Regions from separate parts of the Mus musculus genome. Here all the other regions are linked to region 1. The links are chromatin contacts, called in public Hi-C, HiChIP or PLAC-seq and promoter capture Hi-C maps. All regions are on one chromosome and are shown on one strand. Each heading gives the region's core, a stretch centred on a gene start, on an enhancer-like site or on the middle of the called end of the contact. The rest is flanking DNA. Distances are from core to core; before and after follow the strand shown. Region 1 holds the start of Mcrs1 (microspherule protein 1). Region 2 holds the start of Larp4 (La ribonucleoprotein domain family, member 4). Region 3 holds the start of Ccdc65 (coiled-coil domain containing 65). Region 4 holds the start of Fkbp11 (FK506 binding protein 11). Region 5 holds the start of Cers5 (ceramide synthase 5).

Region 1 (2,797 bases), core at 201-2,700:
AGATACTAAACCACACTATATTTTGCACAACCCACCAGACTGTGTCCTAGTTTGTTTTTAATTGCTGTGATCAAAACACTGTAACTAAAGGCGACCTGGGAAGCAAAGGGTCTATTTCATCTCATAACTTTCTTTTTTTTTTTTTAAGATTTATTTATTGGTTATATGTAAGTACACTGTAGCTGTCTTCAGACACTCCAGAAGAGGGAGTCAGATCTCGTTATGGATGGTTGTGAGCCACCACGTGGTTGCTGGGATTTGAACTCCAGACCTTTGGAAGAGCAGTCGGGTGCTCTTACCCACTGAGCCATCTCACCAGCCCCTCATCTCATAACTTTCAAGTCACTGTCTATTACCGAGGAAAGTTGGGGCAAGAACCTCAAGGCAGGCACTGCTTAGACCTCCCACATCTATCCAAACAAGAAAACACACCCCAGACTTGCCTACCAACCAGTCTGAAGGAGGCATTTTCTCAACTGAGCGCGAAGATTCTAGCTAGTTTCAAGTTGACAAACCTCTAACAAGCACACTGTATACCAGAAAACTTTGTTTTGGGAGCGATAAAGCAAATACATGCTCGTTAAATAAGTAACAGTATATTATGAAGAGAAGACTTGCAACTTGTCAGGGTCGTCCATTTGACACTTAAGTTCAGGATGTCAGGCACGCTGGGCAAACGCTCTTCCCGGAAGCTCCTCCAGCCAGAGCTGCTCCACTTTTGTGCCCCTCAAAGAAGGCATGAAAGAGCTATTAGAGCCCAGTCTCCCTAGCTTTCCCGGGCATCTCTCACGGCCCCAAAGTCTGGACGTCTCCTGTTCTCTGGGAACTAGTTCTTTCTTTCAAAACAGTTTCCTCAGGGAACACTGTCCTCTGAAAAGGATTCGGTTGGTTTGCTGGCTACCCACGACTGACCCCAGCAGTCTAGATGGAGTTCTTCTGGCGTAAGCAACTGGCGCCGCTCCTTCTAAGGAGTGTTTCCTTAGGAACGCGGCCACCATCCTGCATCTCCCCCTTAGACAGGAATTTTCGGGATCGTACTGTACGCCACAGTTAGAGCAAACTCTCCAACATGTTCCTCCAGTCCTGTGCTTAGCAAAGAGCCTGACCGAATCCCTTATCTGAAAACACTGGCAGATAAAACAATACAAGATTTGGTCCAGAGAGACCTACCAAGGTTAGTGCTAATTACGAATGCACGGCGGCCCCGCCCCTCCCAGCGTCGCCTGGGCGGGGTCTCAGCACAAGCCCCGCCCTCCCGCTGCGTTTTCCAACACGGAAACCTCCGCGGTTCCTATAATTAACACTGCCTGGTGCCTCCCTAAGCGCTTCTGCCAACCGGGAAAGCTGTATTTCCGGCTCCCCGCAAAATGGTTTCCACTAAGGCGCACGGCCACGCCCCTTCCACTTACGGGTCCAGGACGAACCGGAAGAGATCGTCCAACCCTTCGTTCGCAACCCGGAAGTAGATGTGTCTCACGGAAGCCGGCTTTGGCCCTGCGGCTCCTGCCGTCGCCGCGGAGAAATTGTTGGAGCTGGCAGCCTAGGAATGGTGAGACCCCGCGACTCGTCTCCTAGTGTTCTGAGTAGACCTGGAGGGTGAAGTGGAGTTTCCCAACGTGCCTCGGGGCACAACCCCACAACAAGATTTGGGGCCCCGCCCCGGTATCGCCCCGAAAAATCTGCGCATGCGTAAGTCCGATCAGGCCAGGCTCTGGCCTGCGGTGTTACGCATGCGCACAGGTGGCATGCTTGAGGTGGGATGAGAATTGTCTGGGAGTTGGTCCTGGTTCGCTACCACCGGCCTGTGGGCCTCAGAGCCAGATGGCGAGATCGATGCAGTAGTATGGAGCCGAAGAGTTGACTAAATTACCACTGCTCCCCAGAGTCCCTGAAACAGACCTGCACTGATCCCTCACCTTGGGGGTGCCCTGTCGGGAGGAGGGAAGGGAAGGAGGGCAAGCACTTTGCCTTAGTTGCTCGTGGGACTGGACACCTGCACCCCCCTTCTGTGGTACCCACGGAGCTGGTCGTGGAGCGTCCTTAAAGGCAGAGCCAGAACTTTGCTCTACGAGACGCCGGAGTCAGGAGGGGCGGGGCTGCCAAAGCGCTGGGTATTCATACAGTTCCCAAACCACGTTTGAATCGTCCGAAGGAACCACCCGCTTTAGTAAAAGCTGCAAATGGAAGGGAAAGCAAAAGGGTAGCGAGATAGTGGGATTCCATCTACCTTCCCAGGCTGTGGCCTGGGGGCAGGCTGGTGCTGCTGATTTGAGTAGACAGGCAAAGGAAAACAAATGAGTCAGGAATCCCTTGACCCTTTCTGGTTAACGTTCCAAATGCTTAATTTAGGATTCACTGGTAAAATTAAGAGAGATCTCTGAGCCTAATACGTTTTTTCCCACATCTTTTTATCATTCACACAAAGGCCTCAGTGACTCCCACATAGCTACTTATATTTTTTGTTTTTATTGTTTGGAGCAGAGGCTCACCATTATATAGATAGCCCTGGCTTGCTCTGTAGACGAGGCTGGCCTTAAAGTCAACAGAGATCCACCTGCCTCTACCTCTACCTCTACCTCTACCTCTACCTCTACCTCTACCTCTACCTCTACCTCTACCTCCGCCTCCACATGCTGGGATTAACTGTCAGAGCCATCAGACCAGGTAATAGCTACTAATGGTTAGGTGCAATTGAGAGTAGAGCTCTTTTGCCTCTTCCCACTACCTCAGACAGGGTGCACGAGTGCACGAGGATAAGGGATTGGTCAGTCAGTAGGTTTGGCCTGTTGGAAACCCG
Region 2 (2,797 bases), core at 202-2,701, 720 kb before region 1:
CAAGTACAACGAATATACACAATGAAAAATAAGAATTGCTTATTTACTTTATGCCAGACTACCCTAAGATTCTCCCACCACCACTCTGAACACTCTTTGCCCCTAAGTTAGCCCCATCTTCCAAGTCCATTATACAACCTGTGATTCCGTCTCTCATGAAAAGATTCTTTTTATGGGCATAGTTAACAAATGCCAAGTTGCAAAGTTGCAGCTTTGCTGGATTGACGTTTTCACAATGTAAGAACAATATGATCTGGAATCTACTCAAAGCATTTGCCAGGCAGTCAGCTGATGCTCACTCAACACAACCGGGCAGAAACGAGAGAAATTAAACTTCATTATTTGTCTAAGACAGGTAATCACTACCTTGAAATCTCAAACAGGCGGACGGTAGACGGTCCAATAGAAACGGTATTTCCACCGATCCAACACCACCACAAAACCCCGGCTTCACCTAAGTTTCTCTCCTCCTTTGCAATTTTCCTTGTAACTGGCCCCGAACAGGTTCGCGGAATCAACCCGCACCACGCAGCCGCAGCCCGAGTAACTTTTACAAAAGGTCAGAGCGGTGCCTTTCAAGGCTTCCGACCCCTGTGGGGCTTCGCCGTTCGCACCAGCTCGCTTTCTCCCCCCGCACCCCCCTCGAACGTTCCAGAGCCGGCGGACGCAACCCAACAAAATTTTGGTGCAGCTTGGGGGGTCCGGAGGTGGGGGGAGCGGGCGAGCTTTCTACTCTCTTAAAAAAAAAAAAAAACAACAACAACACGCCCCTCCCCAGTTAGCGAGACAAAACCCCACCGCGCCCGCAGTTCCCCTTCTCCCGCGCTCCCACATGTTGCTCGCTCCGTCCCAGGCGGCCCCGCGAGGCCTCGCTCACCCCCAGCGCGCCCACCTGATCGCCCTTTCTCCGCAGGCTCCGCCCCCGCCGCCCGCCCGCCCGCTCGCCTCCTTCAGGAGCTCCATATGGGACACCCTCGGCTCCCTCGGCTCCTCACGCCACCTCAGCCCAGCCCCCGACGCGCCGCCTTCCCTTTCCCTGCCGCCGGGGGCCTCGACCCACACAGGCTCCTCGGGCCTGCGGAGGGCACAGCGGGGCTGCACGGCCTGCACGGCCCAGGTGCTGTGTCAGCCTCTCGTCGGGCTCCGCGGCGTGGACGGCCTGGAAAGTCACATGGCGGTGGGACCGGCCCGCGCCCCGAACACTCCGGCTCTTCTCAGAGCCCGACCGGGCGACCCGAGCCACTCACCTCAACGAAGAGCAACATGTCTGCTTCCGCTCGGCCCGATCGTTCACGCTGCCGCGACTCCAACTGGCTCCCAGGCCCGGGCCCCGGTCGGTAGGATAAGGACACTCGCCTTGCCCCTCCACCCGGCAGTGGACCCGGCTCCTCCCCCGCCGTCAGCCGCTGCGCCCTGACCCGCCCAGTCCCTCCTCCCGGGAAGCAACAACTGTTTCCGGTTCTGGAGGAAAACTGCTTCCGGGGGCGGAGGGCCTGCCCGCCCCTGTGCGTGCTTCGCTCCGGCAGGCTCGTCTGTGGCGGCGAAGGCGAAAGTGTGTGGTACGTGTCGCGTGTGGGTCGACGCCCGGGAGGCCGCGCCGGGCTGTGCAAAACGCTCACTAAAGCATTTGTACTTTCTACCAAAAAGCTGACACCGCACTGCTAACCCTTGCGCAGATTCGTGGTTAAAAACCTAGGTCCGATTAAAAAGCGACCGAGTGCACCCGCCCCTGCTGATGACGTACTGGCTCCTCCCGCCCCTCATTAGAAAAAAAAAAAAAAAAGCTGAAGAGGGAGCTAAGATACTCTTCAGCTACTCAGTGCTTGTACTTTACTAAGCATTTTGCATAAGTTAATCTTAAGACCCTATGAATGTATTGTTGGAGGAGTGCTGGAACAGTCAGATTCCTTTCGCTACAACTTTGATAAAACTTTAGCCCAAGCCCCTCGGAATCAGGTCTCATTAACATAATGATGCTCCGCTGTGATGCTTAATGCTCTACTAAAAATAATTAGCCTAGATCTCTTCTTTATTATGTTTTCATAGTCAAATAAAATAGTATACAAATATTTAATTATTTTTACTAGAGTTATTCTTCCTCTACCAGTCTCTATTGCTCCAGTTTCAAACACTTTTTTTTTTTTTAATTTAAAAAAACATGAGCCGGGCGTGGTGGCACACGCCTTTAATCCCAGTACTTGGGAGGCAGAGGCAAGCGGATTTCTGAATTCAAGGCCAGCATGGTCTACAGAGGGAGTTCCAGGACAGCCAGGGCTACACAGAGAAACTCTGTCTCAAAAAAAACAAAAAAATAAAAAATTTACATATATATATTTGTGTGTGTGTGTGTTTCCGTTTTTTTGAGACAGGGTTTCTGTGTAGACTAGGTTGTTCCCGGAACTCACTTTGTAGACCAGGCTGGCTTGAACTCACAGAGATCTACCTATCTGCCACCTGAATGCTGGAACAACACCTTAAAGTGATGTTTTCATTTCATCAACTCTTGCTTGTTTTCTTGTTTTTTTTTTTTTTTTTTTTCCCCACTTTGAGACAGGGTTTCTCTGTGTAGATCTTGGCTGTCCTAGAACTCACTTTGTGGACCTGGCTGGCCTAGAACTCAGAAATCCGCCTGCCTGTGCACCCCCACCCCCACCCCCACCGAGTGCTGAGATTAAAGGTGTGTGCCACCATGCCCAGCCCTCTTTATCTTTCTTAAAAATTTATTTTCATTCTATACATATGGCTCTTTGCCTGCAGGCATGTATATGCTCCCTCCTGCATGCCTGGGAACTGAACC
Region 3 (2,797 bases), core at 191-2,690, 540 kb after region 1:
CAAAATAATAATTAATAATAATAGTAACAGCAGCAGCAATAACAACAATAAATAATAAATAATTCACTAGGCCCATTCTACCTAGGAAGGTCTGGAAGCCATCCCCGCCTGCTCTCTGGAGAGAGTGCATACTTTTTTTTTTTTCCCTTTTTCCTTTTCCTTTTCCTTCTTTTTTCCCTTTTCCCTTTCCCTTTTCTTTTTTCTTTCTTTCTTTCTTTCTTTCTTTCTTTCTTTCTTTCTTTTTTTTTTTGGGGGGGGGTCTTTTTGAGACAGGGTTTCTCTGTGTAGCCCTGGCTGTCCTGGAACTCACTCTGTAGACCAGGCTGGCCTTGAACTCAGAAATCCACCTGCCTCTGCCTCTCGAGTACTGGGATTAAAGGTGTGCGCCACCACGCCCGAGAGGGTGCATACCTTGATGACGCTGTCCTTACAGTCCACCACGCGTTCAAAGGTCTGGCTGAGGATCTCGATGTCTTGGTGAAGCTCTCTGGTCTTCACCTCCCTGAGGATGGTTCTCCACTGCGTGTTAATCTTATTAAGGTTTAGAGCGCTGTTGTGTTCTTCTTTGGCCAACTTGTCCTGAGGGAGGAGTAATCACATGCGTTTCAGCCAAGGCGAAAGGTCCACCTCGGTGCTATCGATACCACGCTGAAAAATACCAGTCCCCGTGTATTCTCACAAACAAAGCCCTTGGCAGCCAACACTCGGGGGCTCCTGTTTGTGGTTTCCAATGAATGGGTTCCCTTCAGGGTGAAGCATCAGAGAAGAGTTTCTAACGACCCCACTCCAGACCCAACCTCAGAATTCAAGACAGCTGAATTTGGACACCTGACAGCATCCACTGTCCTAATTCTGGGGGCTCGGTTGATACTGCCAAACTCAATTCTCCCCTCCCCCATGTTTCACAGAGAATGCCCTAGGCAAAAACCAATGTTGTCTGAAGCCCATGTATTTTGGGACCAAGGACTTCAGAGGGATAGGAAAGGATGAAAATGAGCCTGCCACAAGGACGCGACCCCAGGCAACGGTACCAGTGCATGGGCGGTGGGTTTGGGGGTTTGGGGGTTTGGGCAGGACACACTGCAGACGAGCATCACCTTCAAGAACTGGGTGAGGAGTCTCTCTTTCTTCTTGGCTGCCTCTTCGTCAGCCAGCATCTTTTGCTGAAATATAAGCAGCTGATCTTCCTCGGACAGGGGTGCCTTGGGCAACTTGGGCTTTTTTCCTTTTTTAGACATGGCTGGGCTGCGGACTGGGTCCGGGCAAGGAGCCTCTGCCTGCTGCTACGAGCCACTTGTGAGGAATTAGAAAGAAAAACTTCCCATAGACAGGGAGGGACCTTCTGGAGCTAAGGTAATGGGGCCTTAGACCTCTGTCCTCCACGCCAAGAGTGCTCAGGCGACACCCGACTCCCAGCTGGAGAACAGAAAGACGCATCTTGTCTCCTAGCAACAAGGACCTTCGCTAAGACCGCGGGGTGAGAAATAGGGAGGCAGCATTACTTCAGCGCCCCCTGCATGCCGGAGGACCGCAGTCAGTTCTTTTAAGTAGGCTTTTTTTTTTTTTTTTTTTTTTTTTAAATCAAGAACCCTAGTCTCTCTTAAAAAAATAATAAATGTCTTCAAATAGTTTTTCCATTTTACTTTTTAATTTGGTGTATGCCTGGTTTGTCCACGTGTGTGTCTGAGCACCGTGCGCATGCCTGGTGCCTGCAGAGGTCAGAAGACAGCATCGGATTTCGTAGAACAGGTCAAAACCACTTACACATACATACAAATAATGAGATGGTTCACTGGGTAAGGGAGGTACTGCCAAGCCCAATGGTCTGAGATCACAAGCACCTGGAACCCCAGTTTCAGGAGATCAAAACACGCCTTTCTGGCCTCGGTGGACGCTGCATTAACGTGCACAAACACACATACACATAAAATATTTAAAAATATTTTGTAAATTGTCTCCTTAGTGATAGAGAGATGGCTCAGAGGCAAAGAGCACTTGCCACTCTTGCAGAAGACCTGGGTTTGGTTCCTAGCACCCACATGGGCAGCTCATGACTGTTCATAACTCCAGTCCCAGGGGATCTGACTCCCTCATCTGACCTCTGTGGACATGGGGTAGACACATGGTCCACACATATACATGCAAGAGAAACGCAAATACACATAAATAAATCTTACTAAAAAATTAAGACAGTGTTTCAGTGTAGCCCTGGATGGCCAGAAACTCACTGTATAGATAGAAATCCATCTACTTCTGCCTCGCCCCACATCCCCCACCCCCAGTGCTTGGATCAAATGTAGGAGTCATCACTTCCAGCTTAAATTTGTTTCTCTCTCTCTCTCTCTCTCTCTCTCTCTCTCTCTCTCTCTAAATGTGTGAGTGCTTCATTTGCATGTATACCTGCTTGCCTGAAGAAGGCATCAGACCCCATGACAGATGGTTGTGAGTTGATGGGAATTGAACTCAAGATCTATGGAAGAGCAGCCAGTGTTCTTAACCGCTGAGCCATCTTTTCAGCTCCTTTTTTAAAAAAGATTTATTTATTTATATGTAAGTACACTGTAGCTGTCTTCAGACACTCCAGATGAGGGAGGTTGTGAGCCACCATGTGGTTGCTGGGATTTGAACTCCGGACCTTCGGAAGAGCAGTCAGGTGCTCTTACCCACTGAGCCATCTCACCAGCCCTCTTCAGCTCCTTAAAAAAAATTTTTTTTTAACCCTACTTTTCAAGGGCAAAATCTGTGGCTAACAAAAAGATGTACACCAGTGCACACTCCCTCCTAGGAATATCTGCAC
Region 4 (2,797 bases), core at 136-2,635, 520 kb after region 1:
TGTACCACAACATCTGGAAGGCAGGGTTTTGCTTTTTTTTTTTTAAGATTTATTTTTATTGTGTATATGGACACTAGACGAGGGCATTGGAGTCCTTGGAGCTAGAGTTACAGACTTTTTGAGCCATCTGATGTGTGTGCAGGGAATTGGTCTTTGGAAGAGCAGCAAACTCTCTTAAGCACTGAGCCATCTATCCAGCCTCTGACAATGAGCATTTAAAAAATAATTCCTGGGTTAGGGGTGTTAACTAAGGCGCTTGCCAGGTATGAGCAGAGCCCTGCCTGGACTGGATCCCCAATACCACAAAGCCACCCCCAGAGAACATGAGAGCTTAATTAGAATGATAGCATTATATATGGAGGCACTCGCTAATGGGGCTGGAAGAGGAAATCCCAAAGGAAACTGGTTGGGTATTAGAGATGGAAGAAATCTCAGAATGTCGGTACAGGAGAACCACCAAGACAGCCAGGTCAGGGAGGTCAGGTTCTTCCAAATAAGAGGAAGTGTGTGTTGGGTGTGTGTGTGTGTAGTCTGAGCTGCTGGCCAGACACACAGGTGGAATTGTGTTTACAACCGGTATCAATGCTAAAGAAGACAACGAACCAAGAAACAGCCTGAGAATAAATATGGTATGGAAGGACACCATGCCAGACAGCCTTTGAGTGAGTGACCAGGAGCTGGGTACCACAGCTTAGGTTGTCAGTGAGTGTTCAGACCATGAAATTCGAAACTGGTAAGGCTGCCTAAAATTACTTGAGCCCCCTTTAAAAACTGAAGTCCTTGCATAAACACAAGACTGGTGTCCGTGCTGCTGTTGTGAAAAGGATTTGTGGAAAACAGGAAGGAAACGCCATTGCTGGTAGGAGAAGATCTGTGATGGATCACTTTTTACAGGAAGATGCCCCGTAATGCTTCCCAAGACAGGAGGCTGGAGAAGCCGCCAGCTCTTTCTGGACATACCCGAGAGCAGAATGAACAGGAGTGTGAAGGGTCAGCCGACTTGGACACCTGCCTCTGGGCTTAGTGGAAAGGGACAGATCTTAGAAGACCGAGCAGAGCACAAATGCTAGCCCTGTGCTTGAGTACTGTCACCAGTTGCCATGTTAACCTTGGGCAAGTGCCCTAGCTATGAAATGGGGACAAGTGTGTGCCTCCCTTTCCTGGCCATTCGCAGGTTAGAGACAAACGAACGCCCCTCTTTACAGTTGGTAATGGCAAATATGTGCTATTACATGATCCAGCCGTCGTCATGGGTCAGAAAGACTGTTAGATGGGTCACCATCCGCGACCTCCATCACAGGTTAGGGAATTCTGCAGTCTCTTCCCCTCTAGGAGGTGGGGACAAAGTGGAGGGAGGGCTGCAAGAGGAGGAGGAGGAGGAGCTAGCGCCTTGAAAACCCGCCCATACCAGTCTGGCCTGGAGTGAGGGAACCCGTCCTGGTCGCGTGCACCCGAACAGCCTGCCCTGGTATCCTGGTGCTCTGACCCGGTCCAATCATGACCCTGAGCCCTTTGCTCCTACCACTCCAGCTGTTACTGCTGCTACTGTTCAGTGGGGCGGTGTGCCGGGCTGAGGCTGGGCCAGAAACCGAAAGTCCTGTCCGGACCCTCCAAGTGGAGACCCTGGTGAGGAGACTGTGGTGCCACTCCCCTCCCCCCACCCCATGTCCCGCCGTTCCCCTTTACGGCCAGGGATCGCGGGGAAGCCTGGGACTCTAAATGGTCCTGTGAGAGTGAAGAGGAAAGAAGCGAAGGAACTGAGTTGGGGGAAAAGGTGCTGGGTCTCCAGAGGAGCTTAGGAGGAGCAGCCTTGACCCTTGTAGTCTGATCGTAGGTGCAGCCCCCTGAATCGTGCACGGAATCTGCTGCCATTGGAGACACGCTCCACATACACTACACGGTGAGGGGCTTGGGGGTCCGGGGCGTGGCCTGGGAGGGGCGGCGCCCGGCTGAAACACGTCAGCTTTGGCTTGGACACGTGGCAAGCTATCCTAGAGAACTTGAGTCCTAGGATCAGCCCGCACGTGGGGGCGTCCTCTCGCCTGCTTCTCTTTCTTCCTTGTTTTCTGCCGATTCCTCTCCAGCGCTGAGAAAAGAAGGATAGAGAGAGCTCCAAGAAGCGCCAGCCCCGTGGGGCTTCCTGTTCCTTCTTGCCCATGGTGGTGGTGGGTGGAAGGAGATGGGGACAGGACACAAGTTTGTTAAAGGGGTTGCTTCCTTCCGGGTGGTCCCAAATTGTGGGAAGAATGGTGGGTTTAGACCCACCATTTTTTTTTGTCTTCAGGGCAGTTTGGTAGATGGACGCATTATTGACACTTCTCTGACCAGAGATCCTCTGGTCATAGAACTCGGCCAAAAGCAGGTGATTCCAGGTATGTGCCCCGTGCCTCTGACCTCTCCCTAGCCTAAGCCCTTGCTTGCTTGCCGGCTGTATTGCTCTGGAACAGCCGCTAGAATGAAAAGGATCCCAAGGCTCTCCCGCTACCTCAGACTCCACTTCTAACACTCTTCTTGCCCCACACATCACTGCGGCAGAGAGTCTGAGAAGTGGAGCTAAGCTCATTTGATGACGGGGAGCCTTTGATTTTCCTCTTGGGTACTGTGGGGAAGATATGTAGCTTCTAGTTCAGTTTTGCCTTCTTCCTCAAGGTCTGGAGCAGAGCCTTTTGGACATGTGTGTGGGGTGAGTATCTGAAGGCCGGGGCCTGACTGCTCCTTTTTCCGGGTAGAAGGTTTCTCTGTCATCCCTTCTCCAGTGGCAGGACGTTGTAGAGTAAAGGGCCCCTGACTTCATACT
Region 5 (2,797 bases), core at 78-2,577, 520 kb before region 1:
TAGCTACAGTGTACTTACATATAATAAATAAATAGGCCAAAGCGATCTGGGCCCAAGCGGGCTGGAAACAATAAATAAATAAAAAAATAAAGTTGAGGTGGTTTGTAAGATAAGGAAATGAGAGTTCTGGAGTCTAAGTATTTTCTTTCTTTTTTTTTTAAGATTTATTTATTTATTATATCTAAGTATACTGTAGCTATCTTCAGACACTACAGAAGAGGGAGTCAGATCTCATTACAGATGGTTGTGAGCCACCATGTGGTTGCTGGGATTTGAACTCCAGACCTTCGGAAGAGCAGTCGGGTGCTCTTACCCACTGAGACATCTCACCAGCCCCTCTAATTATTTTCTAATTACAGCTGTTGGTCTATATGACTTTGGGCAAACTATTCTGCCTCTTTGGACTTCAGTTTATTCCTTCATAAACTGCTACATGACAGATGTCATTAAAACTAGCGGTCATTTATTTTCCTTTTGCCTTGTTGCTTTTTTTTCCCCCCATTACCTTCTGCCTCAAGAGGGGAGAGGAGGAACCTTTTGTCCTGTACTGTATGCAAACTGGTCTTAAAAGGAAGGGACAATTCTCTCCCTTTGGTCACCCAAGTGCGGAGCCGTCAGCTGTGAAACACTACCTCCCACAGACACTCAAAAGGGAATGGGGGTGGGATGGGGAGGTCTCATGAAGTTCATTTTGGCCCTGAACTTGCAGAGAACGACCCTGAGCCCCAAGTGGGATTACAGTGGAGGCTGGAATTACAGGCTTTTAATGTAAAGATATTTCAAAGCCTTGTGTTTTCTCTGAGAAAAAGTGAAGGTAACTTTTAAGGCCTAAAGCCAAGGAGGGGGGTGGAGATCAAGGAAGTGCAAAAAAGGAGAAGGAGGAGTAGGAGGAGGAGTATGAGGAGGAGGAGGAGGAGGAGGAGGAGGAGGAGGGGGAGGAGGAGGAGGAGGAGGAATCAACTAGGATGAACAGCACAGCCGGCTGGCTGGGACACCGGGACTGTAAGTGATGATCAGGAACGTATAGCCGGGCCGGGAGCCAGAAAGAACTTGAATCTGCTGGACTAGGAAGAGTGTTTCCAAAAGGGAGAAACTAGCCTGAGGTAGGGGTGTGACCATGGTGATGTCGAACCTGCTGAAAGAAACTGGGCGTGGCTCGGGCTGCAGGTGAGGGGCGTGACCAGGACAGGTGGGCGTGGCCAAGAAGAAATGGGCACGCGGGGCGAGGCCGGGACCCACATGAGGGGCCTGGGCTGCTGCGACGGAGAAGTGGGCGGGAAGGCGGGATGGGCGGGGAGGAGGCCATCCTTGCGGGAGAGGCGGGCTGGGCGGCTGGGAGGACCCAGGGACGGAAGAGGGTGGCCGTAGGCCGGGCCCCGCCTCGGGGCCGCCTCCCAGCGGGTTCCTTTTGCCTTGACTGCCTCCGAGGCTGTGGCGGCAGTGGCCGCCGGGCGCGCGTAAGATGGCGACTGCAGCAGCGGAAACCCTGGGCCTCCTGTGGGGTTGGCTGTGGAGCGAGAGCTTCTGGCTGCCTCAGAACGTGAGCTGGGCGGACCTGGAGGGCCCGGGCGACGGCTACGGCTACCCGCGCGCCCAGCACGTGCTGTCGGTGTTCCCGCTGGCAGTGTGCATCTTCTCCGTGAGGATGCTGTTTGAGCGGTGAGCGTTGCTGCGCGGGGCCGGGGATGGCGGGGGGTAGGGGCGGGACGCCTGGGCCGGAGACCGAGGGCCGGAAGCCGAGGCGGCGGGGCGGGGGAGCCGGGGAGCCCGGGCCGCGGCGGGGATGCTCGGAGCCCGGCGACGCGCCCCTGGAGCCTGCGTGCGCGCAGACCGCGCGAGTCTAGGGTGTGGGCGAGTGAGAGAGAATCGAGGGGAGTGCTGGGCCTCAGAAGTGCAGATCACAGAGTCGCATGGAGCTCTCGAAGGCTGCCTCCCAATCTCCAGGAACCCAAGAGTGAGTCGTGCTCCCGCAGTGCCCGGCGAGAGGAACGGGAAGGGCCTGGGAGAACCAGAATTAGCTGGGGTCCTGGAAGCTTGTGGGTTCAGTGCAAGCGCCAGAGCTTCCGAGCGACGTAGGTGGATGCATGAGATGTAATGTTTGCTAAAGTTACTTTACTTCTGGGGTTTGAAACAACAGGATCAGTTAGGCCCCAAGCCCTGATTTGTTAGCGCGTGAACGTGTTAGTATGACAGCAGACGTCTGGCTAGGATAGGGTGTGGTGAAGCCTGAGGCTTCCAACATTTGGGGAAGGTGTCAAGAGGAACTGCTGAACGGGCCTTGGAAGCCTGAGATGGGAGAAGTGGTCATTTTGAAGGCGATGGAGCCTGAGACTTTATTGGAAACAGCTTTGTGAACCAGCTTCTAAGGTGGTAGTATTCACAACATACTTTGCCCAGCTACATGCTCTGGGCAGAAGATCCCCCCCACCCCACCCCCACCCCGTTCTTCAAAGGGCTAGTCTTATCTGCTGCCAAAAAGACACTGTTCTTCAAGGATCTGATGCGATCTGTAATGAGGATCAATCATAGCTGTGTTTTTGATAAAGCTTACTCAAACTCCAAGGAAGTACTTTCCTCGTAGGCAGAGACGCCTTCTGTAAAAACCTTATCTAGAACAAACACGACACTGATGCCAGAATTCCTTTTCTAGTGTGGAGATGTGGTTAGACAAAATAATCCATTACTCAGAAGTATCTGTTTTGGATTACTTCTTTGATTTGTCTACAAGGGTTTTTTTTCTTATATCCAGCTAGTCACTAATCTGTATTTAGTAATACTATTTATCTCTTCTAAAAGT

What was found. Promoter capture Hi-C pulls out the DNA fragments that hold promoters and counts their contacts. Hi-C and Micro-C count contacts between places; a contact is called where the count stands out from the background. HiChIP or PLAC-seq counts read pairs in DNA pulled down with a chosen protein or histone mark.
Region 2: a contact with region 1 is called in a Hi-C map of cardiomyocytes, with 2.8 times the contacts expected there. The contact joins the promoter of Larp4 here to the promoter of Mcrs1 in region 1. A contact is called at or near these places in 3 of 39 promoter capture datasets (the SN4741 cell line, liver and neutrophils), 1 of 484 Hi-C or Micro-C datasets (cardiomyocytes) and 2 of 115 datasets of contacts at active chromatin or transcription factors (bone marrow-derived macrophages and pancreatic cancer cells).
Region 3: a contact with region 1 is called in a Hi-C map of muscle stem cells, with 4 times the contacts expected there. The contact joins the promoter of Ccdc65 here to the promoter of Mcrs1 in region 1. A contact is called at or near these places in 1 of 484 Hi-C or Micro-C datasets (muscle stem cells), 1 of 115 datasets of contacts at active chromatin or transcription factors (pancreatic cancer cells) and 1 of 9 other capture datasets (liver).
Region 4: a contact with region 1 is called in an H3K4me3 HiChIP or PLAC-seq map of bone marrow-derived macrophages, with 3 times the contacts expected there. The contact joins the promoter of Fkbp11 here to the promoter of Mcrs1 in region 1. A contact is called at or near these places in 1 of 115 datasets of contacts at active chromatin or transcription factors (bone marrow-derived macrophages) and 1 of 9 other capture datasets (adipose tissue).
Region 5: a contact with region 1 is called in a promoter capture Hi-C map of neutrophils, with 2.9 times the contacts expected there. The contact joins the promoter of Cers5 here to the promoter of Mcrs1 in region 1. A contact is called at or near these places in 4 of 39 promoter capture datasets (liver, neutrophils and pre-B cells), 1 of 115 datasets of contacts at active chromatin or transcription factors (the 230-238 cell line) and 1 of 9 other capture datasets (pancreatic islet).

What each region holds. Positions count from the first base shown.
Region 1 is chr15:99,250,614-99,253,410 of GRCm38.p6, reverse strand. Mcrs1 (microspherule protein 1) reads left to right here and starts at 1,450. Exons shown (of 15, transcript NM_016766.3): 1 at 1,450-1,549. 1700120C14Rik (RIKEN cDNA 1700120C14 gene) reads right to left here and starts at 1,623. Exons shown (of 3, transcript NR_045627.2): 1 at 1,410-1,623.
Region 2 is chr15:99,971,434-99,974,230 of GRCm38.p6, reverse strand. Larp4 (La ribonucleoprotein domain family, member 4) reads right to left here and starts at 1,451. Exons shown (of 16, transcript NM_001024526.2): 1 at 1,248-1,451. The coding sequence starts at 1,265. It overlaps 2310068J16Rik (RIKEN cDNA 2310068J16 gene), which reads left to right and starts at 944. Exons shown (of 1, transcript NR_028124.1): 1 at 944-2,064.
Region 3 is chr15:98,706,837-98,709,633 of GRCm38.p6, reverse strand. Ccdc65 (coiled-coil domain containing 65) reads right to left here and starts at 1,440. Exons shown (of 8, transcript NM_153518.2): 1 at 1,098-1,440; 2 at 412-579. The coding sequence starts at 1,238.
Region 4 is chr15:98,726,786-98,729,582 of GRCm38.p6, reverse strand. Fkbp11 (FK506 binding protein 11) reads left to right here and starts at 1,385. Exons shown (of 6, transcript NM_024169.4): 1 at 1,385-1,626; 2 at 1,835-1,900; 3 at 2,285-2,372; 4 at 2,650-2,683. The coding sequence starts at 1,498.
Region 5 is chr15:99,771,045-99,773,841 of GRCm38.p6, reverse strand. It overlaps Cers5 (ceramide synthase 5), which reads left to right and starts at 1,327. Exons shown (of 10, transcript NM_028015.2): 1 at 1,327-1,659. The coding sequence starts at 1,463.